Regions from separate parts of the Anser cygnoides genome. Here region 2 is linked to region 1. Evidence: chromatin contacts called from public Hi-C data. All regions are on one chromosome and are shown on one strand. The core of a region is the stretch at or near the end of the contact, and the rest is flanking DNA. Distances in the headings are between cores, read along the strand shown. Region 1 holds the start of ADAMTS1 (ADAM metallopeptidase with thrombospondin type 1 motif 1). Region 2 has its middle 190 kb from the start of N6AMT1.

What was found. A called contact is a pair of places that touch in the nucleus more often than the background predicts.
Region 2: a contact with region 1 is called in a Hi-C map of granulosa cells, with 4 times the contacts expected there. The contact joins the enhancer-like site here to the promoter of ADAMTS1 in region 1. A contact is called at or near these places in 2 of 7 Hi-C or Micro-C datasets (granulosa cells and liver).

Annotation. Positions count from the first base shown.
Region 1 is chr1:110,866,875-110,873,012 of Taihu_goose_T2T_genome, reverse strand. ADAMTS1 (ADAM metallopeptidase with thrombospondin type 1 motif 1) reads left to right here and starts at 3,878. Exons shown (of 9, transcript XM_048050064.2): 1 at 3,878-5,050; 2 at 5,231-5,583; 3 at 6,027-6,138. The coding sequence starts at 4,477.
Region 2 is chr1:111,668,764-111,674,798 of Taihu_goose_T2T_genome, reverse strand. No RefSeq gene overlaps it. Among named protein-coding and RNA genes, the nearest start is that of N6AMT1, 190 kb to the left of the region's middle. Within about 2 kb of position 2,703, at least 1 of the 3 cell types and tissues checked has open chromatin away from gene starts, as enhancers often do.

The DNA of each region.
Region 1 (6,138 bases), core at 2,629-5,128:
CCTACAATAAAAATGGCCGAAAATATTTCATTGTGGACAAAATTCAATATAGTTTTCACCACACTAATTTCAGGAACAGTTAAATGGATAAACCACTTGTAAAGCCTTGTATGAAGAAGCTTGAAGAAAAATTCAGCTGAAAGCTAGTTTGGCAACTGATAACATGGTCTTTAGGAGATGCATAAAGTGATCTGGATTACATATGCCTCTACCTGTGCTCAGCAGAAAAATGTTAAAGAGAGAAATTATGCCATCATTTATAATGCCTGCAATTGTATTAAAATCATTGGGGTGGTGTTACACTAAGTCAGTGCAAAATATATACAGAAAATATCTTTGTGATCTAAGTAAGGACTGGCATCAACTAAATGGATTCTAATTTCTACAAATGTTGTTGGTTTAAACTAAGTTAAGCTTCCTGGCTGCCCTTACCTTTACAAATTGAACTGGCCTAAATCCTGAATCCAAAAGTCTGGGGCATTATATTTGCTGAATAATAAAATTATTGACTCATGCAGCCAGAGGTACACTAAGTTTCCATTCAGTTCAATTTTGACGAAAGCTTACTAGTGGAAAGCAGAAAGAAATGGTCTTCATTTTGAGTGCATTCAGGCCTATAATAAAAGCTACTTAGGAATAAAATTTGGTGGGTCCCAAAATTTGTATGTTTTTTCAGCAACTTTCATTGTTAACTCATGTAAAAGGAGAAACTATGGGAAAACTGTTAACCAAATTGAATCACAGTTCCCCTCCTCCTCCAAAAAGTTCCTACTAGTCATTAAAGTTGAAGTCATGAAATCATAGTTTTCTCTCTTATTCCACTTTAACACCCTGTTACCCTGCTTGATAAAAATTAAGTGTTAATGACATCAAAATCAATAATAAATGGAAAAGAGTAATAAGCTTTGCAATTTTGTATATCACAAAAGACATTAGAGTAGATCAGAATCCATAAATAATCTTGTTCACTACAGCCATTCATCCTGAGTGACAATGGATTCCCTTTTTCTACACGAAGCCAAACCTCTCAGCCTGCTCCAAACTGAGTAGGAGAACAGAAGTGTTGAGTACAGATGAGCCTTTCAGTAGTCACAAGCAGTGATGGGAGAAGTTCCGCAAAATTTGATCAACTTCTGGGAAAAGAAAAAAAAAAAAGGCTTATTGGAAGTGTTCCTTTGAGCATTTTTTTTTGGTCTCCCATCTTCTGTTCAGTGGGACAAATGTGCCATCTGCTGTTTTAATTCTAAATTGTAATAGTTTTTTAAAGATGTTATCATTCTGCAGCATTTAAACAAATAGGTTGGGAAAAAAAAAATGTGGTTTTTGGTTTTTTTTTTTCAATTTTGGAAACAGTAGCTTATACAAACACTGGAAAAGAAACTGAAACTTTACCATTGTTAATGTTGTTCAGATACTGTAAACACTTAGGGGTAACCCATTTAAAAAATAAATAAAAACGTGCAATGCTAACTAAAATATGATGATCTACTAGCTCCATCTGGTGGCTACTTTGCATTACAAGTTCTTGTATTTTTCCCAAGAAACACTAGAACACTAGCAATTAAAAAAAAAAAAAAGTTTTATGCCTTTTCAAGTTTTTCATCTCATTAAGTGAAATTCTGCAAAACGTCAGTACGTTTAATAACTCATAATTGTAATACGGATTTTCATTTCTACATAATATGGTTGCAGATTTGATACGATACGGATTGCAAATACGCATACATGTGCTTCGTAGTCTTGTATAATGCAGCTAAAGACACTCGAATTATTTGCAGAAGCAGATTTAAGCACTCGCAAGACTACACACATTGTGTAGCATCATTACATGTCTGTTAGGAGCCAAACCTTTTGCTTGTAGTTGTAAATGGTCCTTCACCCATGTTCACTTACTGCAAATCGTTTCCATGCCCTGTTCACAGCAGCACATCCAGCAATAGCAGAACAAGGCAATTGCTGAGTGGTTGCCACTTTCCTAAAGTACTTTCTTGGACATTATATAAAAAGCTTTAAACCAACTGTCCTAACCACAGAAGGATTAAGAAGAGTTCTGAAATGTAAGCATTTCCTCCAGAGCATAGCTAGAAACCTGGGAGATGAACCGTAAAGCACTGTTCAAGAAAATTTTTTATAAGCGAGTGCCACCTGGTGGAACACAGGGAAGACTTTACTCAAAAAAAAAATGTTTTAAGGTGGTCAGGAGATTTTAAATCGGAGCTTTTAAATCAAAAAGGACCAGCAAAACATTGTCACAAAGCTGCAGATGGCTTGGTGGCCACTGAAGTGGCCCAGCTCTAGTCCCTCCTGATGTGTGCTCTGTATCCATACAGTGACAGGCTGGACGTTGCCGTACTTTTAGTGGGTATCTTTGCAAGCATAACAGTTTTGAATCTAAAGCTCAAAAATAAGTTACAAGACCTTCCTTTCAATTCTATGTTTTATATGCCATATTTCTAGACTGCTAAGCTCATGATTCCCCAAACTTTCAAAACACGTATACCTGCTATTGTGTGCAACACAAAACTAACAGCATGAGTGGGCCGCACCTCTGTCATGTCGCCTGCCCTAGGAAAAGTGTGGCACAGCTGGATGCACGTTGCCGGATCTCAAAGATAAGGGTAGAGATCAGCACTCATCTCCAAGTCTTGAGAGAAAAATCAGGCCTCTGTTGAAACTGAACGCATATTTCCGCCCCGAACTTGTTAATGGGCAGCAGTTGCAGTTTCTCAAAGCCAAGGCGCTGCTAAAAATGCACAGGCTTTGGCTGCCGTATCCCAAGTAAAATCCCCCATTTGATTTTGCTCATCGCTGTGTGGGACAACAGCACTTTTGTGGAGTAAGTAACTGGAAAATCCAGTTCATCTATCCATGTGATTTTTTTGCACAAGTTGAAAAGATGTATGTTTCTAAAAATGTAGGATTTACACAGCGCTGAGGGAAACAAATGTGTTATCTGAACTTGACAGATAACCGGCCTGTGCAGCTGAATCTGAAATACGGCTCCACGTTTCTCTGACATTAAGTTAGGAAGAAAACCCTCCGGTTTAGATTTAGGTGCACGAACGGGATGCTCCTAAGAGAATGGTGGATATGTTAAACTATAGAAATGCTCACTTCTGTCACCAGGATGAGGCATTTTGCTAGTTCTGTCATCAGCCTGTTTTATCTTTGTGTTAAGTCACAGCGTCACCTGACGCTGAAGCATTTTATTTTATAATGTAGAAGTTTGGGGATTGTCACCGATAGGAGCAGCAGCGCTTGTGTTTGTATTTAACACTGTTTCTCGCCAGTTCTTTGCCCTCGGCCTCCAAAAGGCCTCCGCAGCAGGGGGAAGCAGCCGTGCCCATCGCAGCTCCGGCCGCACGGTGGATTAGCTGTACCACCGCGGCCCGAAGGAAAAACCCTGGCTGCCCCTACGTGCGTGCCTCTGTTTAAGCGATTTACAGAAGGAACCATTTCCCAGAACTACAGGTGCACGGCCCAGTAGGGCTGGGAGCGGGTGAAGTGTGGGTGTAGGGGAAGGGGGGGGGTGAATAATAGGAAAAGCCGCGCCCCCGACCCGCGGCGCGTTGGGAGGGGGCACCCCGCAGCCGGCGGGGGCCGGGGCTGCCGGGGAGCGGCGAGGGAAGGGGCAGAGGGGCCGGGGGAAGGGGCCGGGGGAAGGGGCCGGGACCCCGTCCCCGCCCGCCTCGCCTCGCCGCGCCCCGTCCCGCCCCGCCGGGGGCTGGTGGGGGGGGGCCGGGGGCGGGGGCCGCCCGCCGCCGCCTTACGCAGGCGGTGAGCTCAGCGGGCCGGGGCGGGGGGCGGCGCGGCGGGGGGCGGCGGGCGCCGGCGGGGTGGGGGCGGCCCGGCAGAACCCCATAAAGGGCGGCCGCCGCCGGCCCCGGCCGCCGCACTCAGCCCGCTCGGCGGAGCCGCCCGGATCGCAGCGGAGGGCCCGGGGCGGAGGGGCCCGCTCGCTGTTTCGTTTTATTTTAATTTTTTGATTTTTGCTTTCTCGTCCCGCTCCTCTCCGCGAGGAAGGGGGGGGTGTCTCGGCGCTCGTCCCCCAGCACCCGCCCTGTGGAAGTGCACCCGAGGCCGGCCCGGGGCTGCCGGAGGGGACCCGCCGGAGCTTCCTTCCCGCTCGGAGGGCAGGGAAGGAGGAGCGGCGGCGCGGAGCGGAGGAGAGAGAAGGAGAAGGGGGCCGGGAGGCGGCCGGAGAGCGGGGCCGGGCTGCCCCTCGCACACCCTGCCTCGCTCCCTCCCCGCCGCTGCCATGGGGAAGTCGCCGCCGCCTCTGCAGTGATCGCGGGACTGCCGGCGGAGAGAAGCCCCCACCGCCCGCAAAAACCAAACAAACAAAAAAACCCATATATATATATATAAGCAAATCTCGCTCTCCGCCTTTTACAAATTAACGACCGAGGCAGAAAGGCTCCGCCAGGCCAGCAGCAGCAGCAGCCAGCCTTCCCCGCCCCGAGCCCGGCGGCCGCGATGAGGACCGGGGGGCGCCCGCTGGGGGTGCTGGTGCCGGCGGTGCCGGCGTTACTGGCCGTACTGGTGGCGCTGGGGCCGTGCAGCGCCGAGCCCCCCGCCACCGCCCGCCAGGCGCTGGTGCGGCCACGGCGCTTGGGCGCTGCCGGCGGCCGGGAGCGGTTCCGCCTGGACGCCTTCGGGGAGCGGCTGACGCTGGAGCTGGAGCCCGACAGCAGCTTCCTGGCCCCGGACTTCACCCTGCAGTACCTGGGGGGGCCGCCGCCCTCCTCCTCGCCCTCCTCTCCGCCGCCGGGGGACGACCTCTCCCGCTGCTTCTACTCCGGCACCGTCAACCGGGACCCGGGCTCCGCCGCCGCCCTCAGCCTGTGCGCGGGGATGCGCGGAGCCTTCTCGCTCCGGGGCCGCCAGTACCTCATCCAGCCGGCCCCCGGCGTCGGGCACCGCCTCGGCGTCCACCTCCTCCGTCGCCGTCGAGGGACCCGACGGGGAGATCCAGCAGCAGCTGCCGCCCGCTGCGCCGTGGCCGAGCCGGGGGCGGAGGAGCCGGAGCCGGAGCCGGAGGGGCCCGCAGGTAGCCGACGGGGGGACGGGACGGGGTCTGCCGCAGCCACACCTCGGGGGGAGCGCGGCTGAGGGTGCCCCGAGGTCGGGTGATGAGCCCCGGTGGGTGCTGGGTTCCCCGTTGTGGGGTTGTGCAGCCATCCCCTGTGCCGCTCACGTGTGCTTTGCCTCTGTCTCGCTCACTTCCCAGATGCAGAAACGAGGAGCAAAAGGAAAAAGCGGTTTGTGTCCAGCCCTCGCTACGTGGAGACCATGCTGGTGGCCGACCAGTCCATGGCCGAGTTCCACGGCAGTGGTCTGAAGCACTACCTCCTGACGCTGTTCTCCGTGGCGGCCAAACTCTACAAGCACCCCAGCATCCGCAACTCCATCAGCCTGGTGGTGGTGAAGATCATGGTCATCTACGAGGAGCGGAAGGGACCCGACATCTCTTCCAACGCCGCCCTGACTTTGCGAAACTTCTGCAGCTGGCAAAAGCAGCACAACCCCCCAAGTGACCGGCACGCGGAGCACTACGACACAGCAATCCTCTTCACCAGGCAGGTGAGGGACAAGGAGGCTGAACCGACCCCTGCACACATTGCCCCCTTCCCCTAGAGGCTTTCTCTGCTGGGAGTCCCCCCAAAAAAGTGTTCGGAGGCAGTCCTGTGGCAGTACAGGTTCAGCAAAGCAAGCTGCAGTTGGAATGAGCCCCTTTTTATTTAGCCATTTATTTTACCCTTTATGCTGTCCCAGGTGAAACTCACAGTATATGCAGCGTGCTTCTGCCTTATATTTCCAGCAGGGCTAGTATGGAAATTAGGCATTTTACTTCTACGTGTAAGCCTTGTGTATGTTCCAAAGACAGATTTTTGCCATCGTACCCATTGAAGTGCTGAATATTTATGCTCTTTCCATAAGTAAAGGCAAGCTGCCAGGGTTGGATGTTGCTTGCCAAGGTTAAGTCTCTGATCTGATTAATAATGAAACTGCCTTTTTTTTTACAGGACCTCTGCGGTGCCAAGACATGTGATACTCTTGGGATGGCCGATGTGGGAACAGTTTGTGATCTAAACCGCAGTTGCTCTATCATCGAAGACGACGGCTTACAGGCTGCCT
Region 2 (6,035 bases), core at 1,454-3,953, 800 kb before region 1:
AGTAGTATGAATCCAGTGAATAGTCTTTAGAAAATGCTGAAAAGACTCTGTTGAATGTTTTGTGTATACAAACAACATTGTTGTCTACCTCAAATCTGACAGCCTCTCTGAGATAGTATATACGGGATTTCAACTTTCAGCTTTGTGGTCCAGGGGGAATAATACTTGCTCTGTAGGCCACTATAATTCTGAGTAAGAAATCACCCTTTAAGGGAAATGGAGGATTCAGACACTTGGCAGCTTAACACTTGCGTTTTTCCCCTTCTCCGTATCTCTCCATCTCTTTCTTTATATGCAAGATTATGTGTACAGCTATCTGAATGTGTTCAGTTGTTTTGCAAGTGAGACAAAATTTTTGTGGTGATGGGTCCCTAAACAGGGGAAAGGTCATTGATAAATGAATGAAAAAGTAAGATTTTTTTCACATAGCTCCATTTTACAGAGGCATAATATCTGCCTAGACCAGCAGACATGAGCACTTCCTAGTGTATGCTGCCAGTTGTCTTTGCTGCTGTTTCTGTGAAGGCTGCATGGGGAGGTGAACATCCTTGGAAAGTGTTTAAGCAGCCACGATTGGCAGAACACAACAAGCAGAGAACACAGCGCTGGGAACAGCCTGCCTTTTGAAGTGGTGTCCTAGTTGTCATGCTAGGCCCAGGGATGCTCACCAGTGTGAGATGTTTCCCAGGATGGAAACCTGGGGTGGCTGGGGAGTAGAACAGACTCCCCAGGACAGTGCTCATGGCACAAAGACTGCTGGAGATCAGAAAACATGTAGACAATGCTCTCAGACATATGCTTTGATTTTTGGATGGTCCTCTGTGGAGCCAGGAGCTGGACCTGATGGTCTTTGTGGGTCCCTTCCAGCTCAGGATGTTCTATGATTTGATGATTCTATGAAACCTGGGGGCTGGGAAAATTGCAGTACACTTTACCTCTGCATCTGCTGCTGAACGCACATAAGGTTTGCTTTAGGTGTCCTAGCTGGTATTTTTGGGCACAGTGTGTATATATAAAGATGTACACACACACACATATATTTATATACATACTATATATACATATACCTTATATATATATGTACAGTACATATATAGTGTGTATTTTTATATACTCTCTCTGTACACACTATGTATATACTATGCATATATACTATGTAACTATGTACAAATATATATAGTATATATACTATATATATTTGTACATATATAAATATATATATACATACAAATATATGTAACAAATATCTATGTTACAGCAAGAGGCATGGGACTGATCTGATGGTTATCAGACTGCAGCTTCACCAGAGGTCAGGGCCACAAAATGGCTGCTGGGCCCACCTGTGGGGCCCAGCTACTCATGGCCATGAGGCTGACTGAGGAGAGCAGCTGGCACAGGGTGTGTGGACTTGTGCCTTGTGTCTGAGCAGGAGCGATGGTAACAGGAGGTGATCACCGGAGCTGTGAGTTATGCAAACAGGATCATGCTAGCTGTTTTGTTGTTGTTGTTGTTTGTTTGTTTAAATACCAACGCAAGTGCAAGCCTTCAGGAATTTCACCCAGAAACAACAACTTTGACAATGCTTGTGTGTTCAGCATTAATTTGAAGACTTCTGTAGAAAGATAGAGAACAAAATTGCTGCCACCACTTGGGCACTTTCAGTTATTATGGCTGTTTTGCTATACCTATGTCTGGTTCAGGTCTGACCTAAGCCGTACTGTAGAGAGGGAAAGGAAAGGTAAAGGTCGTGGAGATGTCTATTGACAGTGAACATTTTCATCTTCCCTGCTAAAATGCTTCTCTGAATGAGATGTTGAGGTCTTGTGTGGTTTGTCCTGCCTGAAGTTTGAGTGAGCTAGCTGATCTCCTAAAGTGCTTGGTGACTCCAGGACCCCTTTGTAGATAGCACAACAGCCATGAAGATGATTGATTTCAAAAATGTGAAACTCATCTAGCCTCTGGGTGTATTTCTCCCACTGCTTTCTGAGGAAGCAAGCAGCCTTCTGATGTCCAGGCTATTTCTGGGTCCTGATTATAACCTGCAGTCCCCAAAGCTCATGTAAAACTGATTTGAGCCTGTGCAGATGTGAGGTGTTTTGATAAAAGGAAAGTTTTGTCATATTTTATGGATGCTAGATGGCAGTATTGCATTTCTTAAACAATTAAATTTTAGTTAGTGGAAAATATCAAGAATAACAGCACTTCTAATATCTGAATAGCAGAACACAGTCAGTAATGAAAGCTTAGCTAGACTAAAAATTCATATAATTAAAGTATTGTGTTTACTTAGGGGTTGCCTGGAACAGAAGATACATTATATTTTCTAATTGGCCATGTACTTTACCACTCCATGTGAGTTAACTGACAGCTGATAACAACACTGCTCATATTTTATGGGTCTTCAGGATTAGGCCCTTGATACAAACCACTTTCCTGTGATTTATAGCAGTGATGAGGAACAGCGCTCTGGCAAAGGGGGTGGGTGAACCTTCCCCTACTAATGCAAGGATCTAAATCTTGTGAGATTTTATCGCAACTGAAAGAGAGAGACTTGGTTATCTCAGTTCACGTTAATGGATAAGCATCCACATCACTGAGTTCTTGATCCAGAAAAGCACTTGAGCAAGTATTTAGCTCTAAGCATGTGTAGTTCATGGCTTTAATAAGATTACTCATATGGTTAAAGTTTGACAGAAAATTAAGGGCCTTTCTGGATCAGGGCCTAAAGCAATCATTGCAACTTGGCAGTCTCTGTAGAGAGACCAAAGACTGAGTAACTGTGTTGACTAAGTTGTCCTCTTCTCCCTGGTGTCCGTAGTGCCTTTGGGTTAGGACTGATACTGCATGATAATGTGGTAATGCAGCTAGATTCTCAGCTGTATCTCCTGTGCTAAGGAACAACCTTTAGAGATGCAAATACTAAAAAAAAAAAAAACACAAACCAAAAACCACCACCACCAACAAACAACAACATCAACAACAACAAACAACAACAAAAAAAACAGGTCTGATGGGGTTCTCTATCTGGAGAATGGTGTTATATGGTTCTTTTGGATCCCAGTCCCAGCCTTAGGCACTGGGAAGCTGCACATCTGCCTAAACTAATAGGCAGAGTTCAAAAGAAGCTGAAAGATGCCAGGAGGGTAGGAAATCAGTGGAAGATGAAAATCTAAAGATGGATGAGGATTGAATTTTCATGGGAATGTTTGCCTTGAAAGAGAAGTTAGTGGGAAAGTTGCTGTCTGTGTCTATTATATTTTTATGAGATATTCTGGAAGGGATGAACTCTGACAAAAGGTTGGAAGGTAAATCCTGCCTGTCCAGGAAAGAGCAAAAGTTCCCCTTATAATAACATTAGGAGGTGTGCCTGGGATGGTGATGCAGACAAGTGTGGAAACTAAGACAGTAAATGGGCTTATGAGCTTGATTATTTCTGTTTTCCACAGGAACTGTGGTTCCCCTGAATATTCTGCTGAAGAAAAATGTGGAGGGAGTGATAACTTCCTTTGATTGAAATATAAGATAATCTGGTCAAATAAAGTCTTGGGAGCTTTTATTTTGTTGTTTTAATGAGTCTATTTTAACTGTAGGAATTTTTTCAGTACTTTATTGTCTCCTGTTGCAGCAGGAACAAATGCAAATGTAGGCTCCAGCTGTGAACAACAGTTTAAGCACACATAAAATAGGAAATCCTACATAAATGCAGGTTGTTTTTTTAATGACAAGACTGTAAAATCAGGGCCTAGGCACAAAATATGTTCTAGAGCTCAGTCTTCCACTATGCGACTAGTACAGAGGCAGTTATTCTGTATGCATGTTCATGTTGTTAAAATCAAACTTTAATCCTGTGGCTGTGACTGGAATGCTGTCTTTATAAACAAATCTGGTGTAAGTTAATAGTGAATTAAAACTGTAGCCTGGCTGCAGTATTGATATCCTGTTGGTCACCAGGTCACTGTTTTATGTTTAGTGTTGAATAAAACTTGATCAATATTATTTACAGTCATCATAATAGGTTTATAAAGTAAATTTGCATATAATTCTTTTGCAGGTCTCATCTGCTGGAACTGTTTAATCTCTGAAAGCATCAAGTGATCAGCACTGCAATTGGTCATACATGACTTTGTTTCAGTTTTCCTTTTTCTCTTACTGTGGAATATTTTGACATTTGTTGAAACTCCCCCAAAATTCCAACTTTCCATTTGGAAATTGATTGAAACAACATAGGTTATTTTCAGTAGAAACTGAATTTAAATATGCCAGACCACATGTTTCATGGCTGCTCTGATGTCTCCTAGGAGTTACTTTTCAGATAACCTGTGCTCCCCTTCTTCCATCTGGGCAAAGCTGGGCTGAGCTCTGTATAGTTTCTATGCCACGTGTTCTTCCTGTTGTACATCTTGCCTGATTCACTTAAGTAGTTCAATCTTATAACACTTACTAGGTGGGGAAATTTTTCATTTTTTGGTAAGAATAAGCATTCAGCAGAAAGCAGACACACATTCTACAAAACCTCATAAAGTGAAATACTGAAACTGTTTTGTTAGAAAACATTTGACCTGATATAACAATCCCTTTAAAGCCTGAGACCTTCCTGACCTCCATTAAAAATAGAAACTTACAGAGAATTGATTCTTGTTGTACAACCAACATTTCTTTTGTCTTAGTCTTTCAATGGCAAGTTTCAAAATGATGTCTTCTAATTGAAAAGTATCGATTAGTACTAGAGATGCTTGACTGTATTTTCTATCAACACAATGTTATTAAGAAAATGACTGGTTAAAATAACATTCACACCCAGGGCTACTTCAGTTCATATACCTTGCCAATCAAGAAAAAACAGTTTCTTTCACTTATGTACATTTTTTTTTCGTCTAAAGTACAAGTCTGTACAATGCATATTGCCAGTTTCTTTAGCTTGCATATAAGCACACAAAATATGCATGTAGGCTTATGAAAATATCACCTGAGTTTACTAAATGATAAAGTGGCAGTTTCTAGTCTCCTGAATGAAAGCTGATCCAAAAGTATTTACACAGTCCATCTGAGGTATACCTGGAGTTGTGTCTGAAAGTCAGTGTACTAATAAGAGTGATGGTGGATTGGGGAAAATTGCTTATGTTTTTTTTTTTCTTCTTTTTTTTTTTTCTAGTGATTGGTTTTCAGTAGTTTATACATGCTGACCATGGATGAAGGGAAAGCAAACCACTGAATATGTAACAGGGTGGTGAACAACTGAGTAGGACTTGTAGGCAAAATATTATAGCTACTGTTTATTTTTTTATTTTTTATTTTTTGGTCTTTTTTTTTTTTTTGTGGTGATACAAGTTAAAGAGAGCATGAGAGATGCAAGATGCAACAGAAGGCTTGAAGATTGGGAAACCTGATAGTTTCATCTCCCCTTCTTTCATTATCTGTGACACCAAAAGAAGTGAATGGATGAAATTTTAAATGTCGCAGAGTGGCTTGTGTCTGAGGTGTAAAAGTACGTGCAAGAAGCTGGAATTCTGTTGGGAAAGCCGAGGTTTCCTAGTGAACCTTGATACTGGCAACAAAACTGACAAAACTTTTAAAAGGGAACACTTAAAAATGGTTTCTGTTGCAAGAGCTTTACTGTATCTGTAAAATTACTCTGTAATTAACGGCATGATGCCAAATGGCAAGACTGCATTTCACAGTAAAAATCTAAGTGGGCCTTTAGTTATGCTTTTAGTGCAAAATCAGGTACAAACTTAATTACATACCTCAATAGCATATCAAAACAGCTATAGCTTGTTATTAATAATGCAGTCACTTTAAATCATTGAGCTGGAGGAAGGTGCTGGGGCAGTGATTTAACCTTTCAGGGAATAAAAAGTTTTTGAAGGGAAAATTAATCTCACTGTATGTGAAAATGAGATTTCCTTGTCTGTTCTGAGTGTAATAAAAACAGCAATTTATTCAAAGGAGGTTCACAGATTTCTAAATGAATTATTGGAATACTTGCTTCCTAAGTCAGCTAAATGACTTATTGATGCAATTCATCACAACATGCT